Regions from separate parts of the Anser cygnoides genome. Here region 1 is linked to region 2. Evidence: chromatin contacts called from public Hi-C data. All regions are on one chromosome and are shown on one strand. The core of a region is the stretch at or near the end of the contact, and the rest is flanking DNA. Distances in the headings are between cores, read along the strand shown. Region 1 overlaps USP4 (ubiquitin specific peptidase 4). Region 2 holds the start of RHOA (ras homolog family member A).

Region 1 (6,400 bases), core at 1,199-3,698, 66 kb after region 2:
GTTTGAAGTCATTGAAGTTAGATGGAAAGTTCCTTTCACTGGCAAGAAAACAAAGTGCAAGTAACCAACTAATTCAAAATAGTTTAATCAGTACAGCATATTCAGAAATAGGTTCTTAGATGTACATTTCAGAAACTTATATTTAAAAATTGCAAACTGATCAGTGGGTCCTTTGTGTATTTTTTTTTCTTAAGTATTTTGATGGGTGTTCTCACAGGTCTCTTCATTTGTTTCTTCCTTCTCTCCATGCCAAGGGAATTATGAGAAAAGCTGTGATAAGCTGAAGGCAGCACCCTTCCCTGCCTCTCACCAGAGTTTGAATAACCTTTTTTAATTGTGTAAAATTTTCCTCATTTGAAAAGTACTCCTCCCTTCCACTGAAAAAAGCAAAACAAGGTGGTGGTAGTAACTGTCTGCGGTTGTTTGCTAGAGCGTGAGCAAAGAACGCAAAGGACGAGTATGCAGTAACTGGGGGAGCTGTGGGGCCCCAAGGCTCCGATTTCACAAGGAGCTGCATCCAAATTGGGTTTGTCTCGTGCCTTGCTCTCCTTGTCTCCATCTAAAGAGGTTGCCAGACAGAGTCCAGCAGAAGGTCTTTCACTTTGATTTTGCTGGGTTCGTATTTTACATCTGTTCCTGCTGGGCTTGTGCAGGAGAAGAAAAGCCGCTGTCAGCTGAGCAGAAGGAGCAAGGCTGTTCTTTTCTAGCTGGAGAATGATTTCATGAAATTACTTCTTACAAATACCTTGGTATAGAAATTGAGGCTGTTAGCTACCGCTCTTAAGTTGACTCAGGACTGTGAAGTTTCAATGTAAATGGTCAGTCTCTGGCAGTATTTTCTCCAGGTTTGTTTCACTGAAAGCAGTAGGCAAACCAGAGCTTGCATGTGAAAACAATATCCATGTTGCTTCGACAGACTTCTGATGCTCGAGTATAGTGCACTAGCCAGTGGGCAACACACATCTCAGTTCAAAATTCAGTTCCAAATCTAACACTCTAATCTTAGTTCAAACATCTAATACCGTAGAAGGTCTGTGCCCCTGACACTGTTTGTTTGTTTGTTTCATTTTTAAAAATAAAAAATGACAGTACTACTGTTAGAAATTTTGTTGTCTTGCTTTTGGCACCAGGGTCTGGTTACTGAGCAGAATGTCTTTCCTTGAAATGCTTTGCTTAAAAATATCACTGAGCAGGAACTTGCAGAGCATGGAGCAGGAAGAGTGTCGTAGCTGGGATGTACTCTGTTTTACTTAGAGTTGGCTTGACAAAGGAAGAGGTCTTTTGGCACAGGCATTTCAGTCTGGACTGCACTGTTGAAACAATATTTGTGAAATATGCAGTACATGGGATGTACAGAATATTGAACTTGCACCTTTTAAAAGTGATTTTAGTGGTCAGAAAGCTGTACTTTTTCCTGTTTTCACTCAAGATAGGGAGCTCGTCAACTTTCTGTGACTTTGCAGTGCATGTGGGCTGTTTTGAGACTTGCACTGTGAATTTTCATGTCCTGCTAAAGTGGTGGGAGGAGGAAGAAGAGTGCCCTTGCACTCCATTTGGACTTTAAGCTGAATGGACAGTAATTTTTTTTTAATTGATACTGGATGGCTAAGATGTATTTTTCCTTTCAGCTGATGTTTCTGTTTTATTGATTCTCATGGTATATTACCTGTTATGCTCTCTGATAGCAAAACCTCTAAAAAAAAAATAAAAAGAAAAATGAATTGCTACTGGACTTTCAAAGTGATAAGCATTCCAAAATGAATCTGACTCCATTTACACAAGAGGACAACGATGTTGGTTTTTTTTTCTCCAGTGGAGAGGGATTTGGGACTAGAATTCTCCAAGCCCATTCTATCACAGGGCCTTGTACTCATACCTCTCTTTGTGATAGGCTTGGAAACGTAGTATAGTCCTGATGGCAGAGTTATTAATATTTAGCATCAGCGAAGAGGTAAGGTACTTGCTGAAATAAAGGGTTTTGATATAAGGAAGGTTGCTGGCATGACACATGGAGCTGTGCAGCCAAAGAACAGTGGGACTAACCCACTTATTGCAGCATTGTAAACGTTTGTCTGCAGTCATGGTGGTACTGTGAGAGGACAGGGAGTTCTGTGGCAAATGACCAGAAAGTCACTCATGAAAAGGTGGTCTGCAAATCAATTTGACAAAATCGTTTCAGTGTTTGTGCTGAATGCTCTCATTCTCCAGGCTAAGCAGAGAGCAGCATTCAGCACATAACCAAAACGCTTACTATTTCTTTTTCTTAGGTTCCATGAAGTGCAGCCCCACTAGGACCTCCGGCTCCCGCTCCAATGTAACACCCCTCATGCACCATGCTGGTGATATCACATCACCCAGGGATCCCGCTGGAGCTCGGAGCCGGCCTACAAGGGGTCAGGTAAGTGCTACTGGAAAGCAGACTCCATGGCCCACTGCTATATGGGCACAATTCTTAGTATTTCTTCTTAGTTCCTAAGACCTAAGAAGAAAAATGTTTCGATTGATAAACCAGATCTCCCTGTTCTCTTAGCCTGGCTAATGGAGCATATAATGCAACGTGTATTGCTTACGTGGATGAAAGTTGCACAAATTGATTTGCAGGTCACCTTTAACCTATCAAAGCTGCATAGTTTAATAAAATATATTTGGTTTGGCATACGTACTGTGTTTTTTGCATTCTCTTACAATATGCTGTGTTTTATGTTTAGGTGGTCTTGAAAACCACAATTGGCTGCAGAAAGGTCAAGTTTGTTACTGTGAAGAGCTAGAACAGTTATTGCACTGTTAGGTCAGCAAACCAGCTAGCCCAGTAGTTTTGTGTGAAATCTAAAATGTGTGAGACTGTAGCAAGCTAATCTAGGAAGCTTGTTCTCAGTTGTTTGCTTGTTTACAAGAGCTTGTATCCCTTCCAGTATGTGTTTGTATTCTTTAACCTTTAGAAAAATCTTACTGGTTGAGTACCCTCATCCTTTTTAATCCTGCTCCTCTGCACGACTTGTAAAATCCTGTGACAGACTTCTAAAGGGCAATCTACCTGTTGTCTAAAAATGTTTTACTTTCAGTTTCATGTCTCCTAGTTCACTCGATTGTGTTTTTTCTCATGTTATGAAAGAAAGTAAACAGATTAGGAGTATCTCCGTTTCCCAGAAGAGATAGAATACGTGCTTTGTTTTCACTCAGGCTTTTTTTCTAGGCCTCTGTTCATTCTTATTGTCAACTTCTGAAAATACTGTAACTTCACAGCAGCGTGTCCGGGTTGATGTGGAATGGTAATCCTGTTCGGGTGGATCTGTTTGTCAGCTTCTTCAGTAGCATTTTTCTACCCTTCTCTGTTCACTTACAAAATATGCTTGTTTTCTTGGTTGTTGCTATGTACTGACCTGTGACCCACGCAGTGTTTTCCAGCTGTATTTAATGTTACATCCCAGTGCTCTGGAGGGAATGTTTGAATAACACACTGTAGTGTGTGTGGGTAGGTATGTGATAGATAGGTATCTGTGGTAGATATATTACCCTGGCATTTAGCTCAGACTGTCTTCTGCTTGTAGTGCCCTTTCACATTGCCCTGCCTTGTCTTTCCTGTAGTTTTTCATGTTCCTGTGCTCTTGCTTAATGTTAATTTGCAAAGGATCAAAAGTGAGCTACTTCATTGCTCGGTGCCTCCTTTGTGAATAGTAACCATAAGCCTGAAGCTTCCTGGTGCTCTTTTGTCAGGTTGAAGGCTGGTCAAGGCCATCCCTGTTTGCTGGTGCTTCACTGAAAAACATCTGTAAACAGCTGTCGTAAATTATAAAGGGAACGTTCACTGTGGTAGCTGGTGAGCAGATGGCTGATTTATAAAACCATGTTGTGTAATCTGGTGTAGCGTCATCTTTATCTTCTATTATTTCAATCAAATTCTAGGGTACAGAAGTACAGTTCATTGTCATCTAATTCCCTGTATCAGCTCTGTAGGCTTCCTTAAAATGTGGATAAAGTATTTTCTTAATTTCTTTAATTGATTTTTTGTATTCTTCTTGAAGAGATTCAGAAAGTGATCCTGATTCTGATACGTCTGCCTCTAAAACTAGAATAACAGCCGTTCTGCAGCGGAGTAGGTAGAGGGGCACTCGAGTAACCAAGCTGGGATGTTCTAGTAAGAAGTTTGCAAGACGCTCTCTTGAGGAGTGTTGTAAGGGTACAGCACGCTGGCTGTTTGTGGTGGATGACGCCTGTGTGCGGGTAATACTTAGCTTTTCATTGTTTCCCATCTGTTCCGTCACAGAGGCAGGATTTCGTACAGGACCTGCGTGAGGATGGAGTGTAAATGGGGGCTGCTTTAATCAGCAGTGTAGGTGGTGTGAGAGGCAGTCACCAGAATGCTGAGGAACGTGTACATCTTGGGCAAGTCGTGTACTGGTCTGTTTTGTAGGAGACCAGCCTAAAGGGTCTCATAGGACCTGGAGTTAATCATCGGTGATACTCTGAGTATTATGGTCTCCTGTTATTTAAACAGTACTAAGTAAAATAATTCAACTCTTTGTGGTGCTGTTTCTCAGGAAACTTCAGAAGGTGCAAACTGTATCCAGTGCTGTTGGTTCACTGAATAGCATCGATAGTGTAGAAAACCTCAGCAGTCATTGTCATTGGATTGTCATATGCACGCTTGCTCTTGGAGGGCTGTGCTAATCGCTAGTGCTCCTGGAGGCTGGGATGAAACTCTCTGAAGGGATATTTTTCTTCATGCTTTCTACTGACATACATAGACTCAGAGAAAGCTTCAAGCTGGGATCCAGACTTTTTTTCTAAATAGAATGAAGTAGAACTGCAACTCTGAAATTGTTCCACTCCCTGCCCTGCAAGGGTCTCCTGAACACAGGAGCAAAAATCTGTTTCTTGGCTCTCGAGAGAAAGAAAGTGGCTTCTCTGATGTAAGAGAGCTGTTGAGAGTTGGTATGTCCAGATATGTGATTGTGGTTATGTTTAGTGGCATCTTTTCAGGAAATATTTATTTTTCTTTCCTGAAAAAACTTTTCAGTTTTAATGAAAAAAGAAATATAAGCCTGGGACAGGTGACTCACCAAGTTAAAGAGCAGTATGACTTGGCATTCCTGAGATCTCATAAATATTTTCTAATGAATAGTCTCAGAAGACATATCGGGGTGAAAAATGCAATAGTGTTGGGCCATGTAGTTTTTTTGACACTTATAAAAGCGAGTATCTGATGTTGCTGTTTCATCCAGTAGCACAAGCTGTGTCTGTTTTCTCACTGCTCGCTGGAGCTGTTTGTTTTCATAGAATCACAGGATGATTTGTGTTGGAAGGGACTGTAAAGATCATGTAATTCCACCCACCCTGCCACGGGCAGGGACACCTCCAATCAGCCCAGGCTGCCCCCAGCCCCATCCAGCCTGGCCTTGGGCACTGCCAGGGATGGGGCAGCCTGGGCCAGGGCCTCACCACCCTCTGAGTGAAGGATTTCTTCCTTGTATCTCATCTAAACCTACCCTCTTTTAGTTTAAAGCCATTACTCCTTGTCCTGTCACCACACCCTCTGACAACGAGTGCCTCCACAGCTTTCCTGTAGCTGCCGTTAGGCATGGGCAGGCTGCTGAGAGGTCTCCCCGGGGCCTTCTCTTCTCCAGGCTGAACAGCCCCAGCTCCCTCAGCCTGTCTTCATAGGAGAGGTGCACCAGCCCCTTGTTCGTCTCTGTGGGCCTCCTCTGGACTCACTAGTACATCCCTGTCCTTCTTGTGCTGGGGGCCCCAGACCTGAGCGCAGGGCTCCAGGTGGGGTCTCACAAGAGCAGAGGGGGACAATCCCCTCCCTTGCCCTGCTGGCCATGGTGATTTTGGTGCAGCCCAGGATAGGGTTGGCTTTCTGGGCTGCAAGAGCACGTTGCTGGTTCGTATTCAGGTTTTTGTCTACCAGCACTGTCAAGTTCTTCTCTGCAAGGCTGCTCTTTATCTCTTGTTGCCCAGCCTGTGTTTGTGCTCGGCACTGCCCCAGCCCAGGTGCAGGACCTTGCACTTGGCCTTGCTGAACCTCACGAGTTTCACCCAGGCCCACCTCTTGAGCCTATCCAGATCCTTCTGGATGGCATCCCTTCCCTCCAGTGTGCTGACCACACCACACAGCTTGGTGTCATTAGCAAACTCGCTGAGGGTGCACTCAGTTTCACTGTACATACTGCCAGCCAAGGTGTTAAGTACTGCCGCTCCCAATTCCAGCCCCTGAGGAATTCTGTCACTGATCTCCACCTGGACATTGAGCTGTTGACTGCAACTCTCTTGAGTGCAACCATCCGGACGGTTCCTTATCTGCTTACTGGTCCATCCATCCAATCCAAGTCTCTCCAGTTCAGAGACAAGGATATCATGGGGGACAGTGTCAAATGCTTCATACGAGACCAGGTCGGCC
Region 2 (6,555 bases), core at 225-2,724:
CATTAAAAGCAGAGCTCTCAATCCATTAAAAGCTATTCACCAATCTGAGGGAGGAGGCAGCTCTGCCCTTATCAAGCTCCTGAAGCACTTTGATTAGCACAAGCCCACTTTAACAGTGAAAACCTGACCTGGAGCCACAGACCCAACCAAATCCAAAGAGCTCTGCCTTGGGCAAAGCGATACAGCTGTATGCAAAGGAGAACACATGTACTGCAGTCAAAGCACCTGGCAGCATTTTGTAAACCAGGCCCAGAACAAAGGCCAAACTTCCTGCTGGACCAGGAAAAAAGCAGTACACCACAAGGTCCTTGATCAGAGGGAAAGAATAAAAGAAGTGACAGAAAGGACGTGACATAGGGGTTGCTGTTTGAGCCCCACTAAGGTGGTGTCCAAACCACATACATAATTTCCCTACAGACTTCAGAGAAACGGATTTCAGTCTTGCTATACCTGTGCTGCCAGAGGTAGCTGTGTACCAGGCACCCTAGTGAACAAACCATCCCGGGGCCCCACACAGTCACTGTCAGTCAAGCACCAGCAACAAGCTGTATGCCTTAAAACAAGTTGTCACTGTATCAAATGTTAACTACTGCTCAACTTGTTAAAAAAAACAAAAAACAAAAAAAAACAATCAGCTTTCAATTCCCAGAAAGCGCTAGTCCCAGAGCCTCACCTACTGGAGGAGGTTCAAGCAGTTCCTTCACCGACAGACACCAGGCAGCGGTCCACAGAAAGGCCAGTCAAAGTTAGCTGACAGGGAAACCCAGCCAGAGGAAGAAGGAATGAGAATTAGGCACAAATTAAGAGGACCACAGCACCCACGTTCCCCTGGGGGAGCCTGGATGCAGGAAGCTCTCTCCAGACGCCAGCAGGAGACCAGCAGACCGCCCTGCCACCACCGCAGGGAGCTCGGAGGTGTCAGGGGCTGATGGCTGCCCCGAGCTGCCCCCACCCACCTGCCAGCTGGGGCACGGGTCCCCTCAGCAGGACCTCGCCCAGCTGAAGAAGCCCAGACAGACACAGCAGGACGGAGAGCAGAGCAGAGCAGAGCAGAGCAGCCTCCCCCCAAACACAAAGGGGGCACGGATCCATCGCTCGCTTCACATCACACGGTGAGACCCCAGGGGAGCAGAGCGCCCCTACCCGCCCAAGCCTCCTACGGAGGCCACGGCGCCCCTGCCTGGCCCAGCAGCAGCTATCGCAGAACCACCCTCAGGGCCGAACTCCTCCAGCGGCCCAACAACAGTGGAGGAAGAAGGCGAAAGCTTAGGCTCCGGGCCCCCCTCAGAGAAGCGGCAGCGCAGCATAACCCAGCACACACACTACCCACCACCGCCCGCCCTGCACGGCGTAAATAGCACCCGGGCTTTTATAGCGCCCCTTCCCGGCGGCCCCCGCGGCCGGCCGCTGCCATTGGCTGCCGCGCAGGCGGGAGCGCGCACGGGCGCGCGCGAGCCGGGCCGGGCCGGGCGGGGCCGAGCGAGGAGCGCAGCGCCGCGCCGCGTCGCGCCGGGCCGGTGAGCGCGCACGCCCCCGCCCCGCCCGTTTCCGTTCGCCGCCGCTCGAGCTCGGGCCTGTGGAGCAGGAAGCGGCGGGAGCCGGACCCAGGGGAAGGCCGCAGGTACCGGCACGGGGCTCACGGCCGCGCGGGGGTGTGGGGGGGCTCCCGGCCGGTTCTCCCCTTCGGCGGCGCGGCCGCGGCTCCCGGGCGGGGCCCGGCCGGGAGCTCCGCGAGGCCGGCGGCGGGCGGGGGGTAGCCGGCCCACACCCTGCTCCCCTCCCCCCCCCCTGCCCCGGCCCGGCCGGGTTTCCCGTCGCCGCGCCCGCCGAGGGGGGGGAGGCCGCCCGGCGGAGCGCCGCCAAGTTTCCGGGGTCGGTAACGGGGCCGGTCCGGGCGGCGGGGGAGGGGAGGGCAGGGCAGGGCGGGGTGGGAGAGGAGCCGGGCTTTCCCGGGGCAGCCTGCCGGGCCCGGCCGCGCCTCGGGGGGGGGGGCCTCTCCGCGGGGCGGGTGCCGGTTTTTGGGGGGGGGGGGGGGGGGGGAACGGGGGAGCCGCGGGGCCGGGGCGCGACGCGAGCGGGCGGCGGGGCGTGGGGCGGCGCGGCTGAGTGGCAGCCTGTTGTGGTGACGTCACCGGCAGCGCGCGGAGGGCGGGGCGGGCGGCGGAGCGCGGGAGGAGCCGGGGGGGGGGGGGGGGGGGGGGAGGGGAGCGCGGGCGGCGGCCGCTCGGAAGCGCCCGGGCCGCGGGGGCCTCTCCTCAGCGCGGCCGCCGCCCGGGGAGCCGAGTTCCGCCCCCCTTTGTATCTGAGAAGCCCGACAAATTAGCTGAGTTGTCCGCGGAGCGATCCGCGGCGCAAAGGGTCGGGTGCCGCACGCGCTTTTTTGTTTTTTTTGTTGTTGTTGTTGTTGTTCTGCTGGGGGAGTTTTTTAAGAGCGAAAGCTGAACTTTATCCCTGCCTGAAAGTGCCGTCTGTGAAAGCGCCCCCCTCCTGCCGCCCTGTCGGGGTCTCGCCGGGGTCCCCGGCCCCACGGCGCTGCCGTTCCTGTTCCGCGCGCTCCAAAAGGCAAAAATCTGCCATCAGTCGTGTTTCCTTGTAATTGCTTCAACAGGACGCCCCGAAGCGCGTCCGGCGTAAACGCTCAACGTGACTAAGTTTTAACAGGTGATCTGCGTCGTTCGCTGCTGGAACGCTCTTTTCGGGACGTGATTCCTGGAGACGTAACCAGCGTGCGAGAGGAAGCGGCCGTGGAGCCGCGCAGCCCTCGCTCGCGCCGCCCTCACGGTTCTCCAGGCGCGCGCCCTGGCTGGCTGCCACGGGGCCTGAGCGCCAGAGGCAGGCGCTTCTCCGAGCCAGGGATCGACAGCAAAAACATCCTAAATGGTCTTAATTGCCACCAGGATGTAGGACTAGAGGTGGTTCTTCAGATAAGCAAATTCCGAGTAGAAACAGTTTGATTTTGGGGGGGGTGTTGTGGGGTGTGTTAGGAATTACCAGCTTCTTCCTTCACTTTTTCGTGGTAACTCTTGTTTTCACTGCTTTTTACTTACCTCTTATCTTGATCCTCTTCTTATTTTTTTTACTTTTCAACATATTTACGTTGCCCCAAGCCCCGTGGCTCTTCTTTACACAGCTTGCGTGGTCTGCTCAGCTCTACAAGTTCCTGCCTCGAACACCACGCTCTCACCAGGCCGTTGTACCTTCCTGGTCTTGTTGATCTCTGCGTAGTATCTGTAGTATTTCAGTCCCTGCTGCTGTGATATTATCGAGGTTCTTTCCAAGTCTCCCCTCAGACCCTACCCCTTACGTTTTACGCTAATGCCTGGACTGGTTTGTGTGTTATTACGTGTCCACTTAAACTGCTGTGTGTCACTCTGTTCTCTCAGGACTTGCCTTCAAGTTTAACTAATGTGGAGGAAAAGTTAAACCGGTGAGCTCGAGGAAGTTACCTTGTCAGGAAAGGCTAGTCAGCATGCCCTTCTAATCTTAAATTGTTCCGTGCGGTGAGTCTGTGCTGCTACAGAGGTAATATTGGTAAAAATTTGTAACAGAGAGCATTGCTGTGCGAAGTAAATGCACGTAATGACAGCTTGACTTAGGTTCCAGGGATGTGGCTATGCAAATGCACACGCCTTAATGCGGAATGGAAATCCTGGGGTGGTGGCGTGGCTGCCCTCCTGCAGCGCTGAGCACAGTACAGAGCGCGAGGTAGCCCAACACAGTAAGCTGTGTGTTACCTCTGTGATCGTCTCGAGAAGCCTGAGTATCCCAGAACCGCTTCCAGTCGCTGATTAAGTTACTGTTGCTTTGCTGTGTGAGCCGTGTACACCACTGCCAGGTGTCCAGGTGCCTTCTGACCTTGATCTCTGTTCTCACCTCGTTCTGAGCTGTGGGTGAAAGATGCCAAAAGCGTAAGTGGAGTTGGTAGAGGAGCTCTGATCCATCCGTCCGCTCTTCTCTCCTTTTCCTATCCACATTTTCACTTGAAAAGGGCATTTGAGAGAGTGAAATAACTAAAATATCCATAAAGCAACTTTTGATGGAGGTGTTTGCTGTCCACTCTTGCACGCGCACTACTAGTAGCCAGTCCTTCCTAAGTGGATCTCCTAATTAAACCAGTCGGAGCGGGGTTCGCTCTCTTCCTCTGACCAGCCTTCGTGAAGAAGGCGTGAGTGAATAGCGTCACTAGCGTACCTGGTGCCTCTAATAAAATTGGGCTGTGCACCTACAACAAATGCGAGGCCTTTCTTCCCTCAAACTCCAACAGTTGGTTTTTGATTGATTATTTTTTGTTGTTTTTAATCAGAAACAGCGAATTCAGCCTCCTTGCTCAGTAAACTAGCAGTGCTTTGTGGCCATAAGTCTTTTACCTGACAGTGTACTGGCTGATGGAACTGTCACACTGTGGAGCAGGTCCTCGCGTGGGTCTGTACAACCAGAGAGATTCCTCCTCCTCAGCTTTTAAGGAAGGTTGCGTTTGCATGTGTCAGTGGTTTGGAAAAACCAGCAACTCTCCCAAGTACCAGTTATCTCTGTTTGCATTCTTTGCTAACGTTTCATTTTTCTTACATTTTACACATGAGGGCTCTTTGTTCTCCACCTTCCATCTGCACTGCTGAAGTTGTGTGAGATGAGAAGGCTGTCGGGGGGTAGGATCTCAATAGCTTGGTACTGACAAAGAGAATCGGTTCATTTTTTGAACTTCAGTCCAAAAGCTGTTGGAAAGGCTGGCTTCCATGTAAACCACAGCAGAACTAGGCTTCTGCTCTTGAAATTGAAAATGTTGCTGGGAAGATTTTAAATTACAGTGTGGAATGTCGACAGATGAGAATGCAGTTTGGGATAAAGAAACTGTTCGAAAAAAGAATACAGCCCTCAGAAAGTTCAAGTTCTGAAGTTGACCCAGAAAGTAAATAAGAACATGAACTGTCACATTCAAGTCAAATGAAAAATATAAGAGACTTTCAGTAACATCAAACTGCTACCAAAATTAAATGATAAATTATTTTCCAAGCATGTAAGAAGGTTGCTGGAGTCTGGAGGGTCAGTAGATGATGATGAAGTGAAAGAAGTATTTGATGATGAAGCCATCAGAAGAAAGTTACATGATTTATGTGCATTCCTGTTTACTGTGGAGGAGTCCAAAGAGGTTCCTATGCCAGAAATTCTCTTTATGGGGATAAGGACTCACTGGAAGATCAGTCAGCAAAGAGTATTTCAGAAAAAATCATAAGTGTAGTTACAAAATGCCAAGAGCAGATGGTGCTTGCCCAAGGGGTTCCGAAGGAACTTGGGGATGAAATGTCTATATTATTAATTACGCTGTTTGACTTCTCACTTCATACCTCGAAGCCAGAGAAATAGGAGATGGCCTACATGGTATCAGTTCTTAAAAATAGTTCAGCAGGATATCGTAGAGTTCAAGGCCTATTTTTAAAATTAAAAAAAAAAAAGTAAAGAGTTGGGCTAACAACTTAAGAGTGGATAAAATCAGTGTGGCTTTTGCAAAGGAAATGGTGCTGCTTAAGCCTCCCAAAGTTTTGGAATGACTTGGCAAGCACAGAGAAGGGAAGCGTGTTTTGTTCAGTGTGCTCTCAAACGGCCTGGTGAGATCTGAAGGTGAGACGGGTGTTGGTTAGTAAGGGGAGGAAAGACGAAAGCTGACTAGGAAGAACTGCTTGTAGTCCTTCTGATGCTGAAGTAAAGGTAGTAAAATGTCAAATTAAATTCATTCCAGATAGATGCAAAGTTTAGAAAAAAATCTTGATTTCATGGGGTGAGAGGTAATTATTGCCATTTAGGAGGAAGAGCTTATCATAATGCTTTGGAAATGCTGCAGGTTGAATGTTCAGCAGTGATCAGATGAGTGCATGTGAGGAGCCCTGGGAAAAGGTGTAAAGAAGAAAGCAGGATAGCATCATGGCTCTCGGGTCATAGCCCACAGATACCCTGATTACTGGGAAGGAAAATGGACTTGGGGATTCAGTACAACAGGAAAAGCAAAGAAGAGGCTGACGAGGATGAGCAGGGATAATGCATGGATTCCATACAGGGGATGCTTAAGGAGATTTGGACTCTTCAGCTTGGAAAGACGTGACTGAGTGCGTTCTGGTCTAGATCAAAACCCACGGTGCCTCTTGCAGTCTGCATAGAGACCACAGAACTCAGCGCTACAAAGCGCTCTGAATGGCGATGATTTATGTGACTTCAAAATCAAACAGATGAAATCACAGGAGAAAACGCAATCAAATGGGCTGCCGCGCACAAAGATTAACAAGCTGACTAAGAATACCCAAGCTGGAAACTGGGAAAATAAACTCAGGGAGGTGTCAATGCATTTGCTTGTTCTTCTTCTCCCTCGGTCATGTCAGAGGCAGGTGGGTGTCAGGCAGGGTGCTGGAGGAGGTGGGCGTTTGGCCTGAACCAGCGCAGTCTCAGCAGTCAGCTTGTGGTAGGAGCAGAGGAGGAAGAAGAGGACAGGTGAGAGCATCAACCGTGAGTGCGAAAAGGTGGTTGTCTGGGAGAGGGGGAGTTGGTTTTCTTGTCTGTTTGTGCTTC

The links. A called contact is a pair of places that touch in the nucleus more often than the background predicts.
Region 1: a Hi-C map of liver shows a contact between it and region 2, with 3 times the contacts expected there. The contact joins the enhancer-like site here to the promoter of RHOA in region 2. A contact is called at or near these places in 2 of 7 Hi-C or Micro-C datasets (both in liver).

The regions. Positions count from the first base shown.
Region 1 is chr10:17,946,368-17,952,767 of Taihu_goose_T2T_genome, forward strand. All of the region lies in intron 12 of USP4 (ubiquitin specific peptidase 4), which reads left to right. Among named protein-coding and RNA genes, the nearest start is that of EMC3, 23 kb to the right of the region's middle. Within about 2 kb of position 2,449, at least 1 of the 3 cell types and tissues checked has open chromatin away from gene starts, as enhancers often do. A contact at or near this core is called in liver, where this site is marked.
Region 2 is chr10:17,881,677-17,888,231 of Taihu_goose_T2T_genome, forward strand. It overlaps RHOA (ras homolog family member A), which reads left to right and starts at 1,475. Exons shown (of 5, transcript XM_067003246.1): 1 at 1,475-1,621. It overlaps LOC106049495 (a long non-coding RNA gene), which reads right to left and starts at 1,345. Exons shown (of 3, transcript XR_010833952.1): 1 at 674-1,345.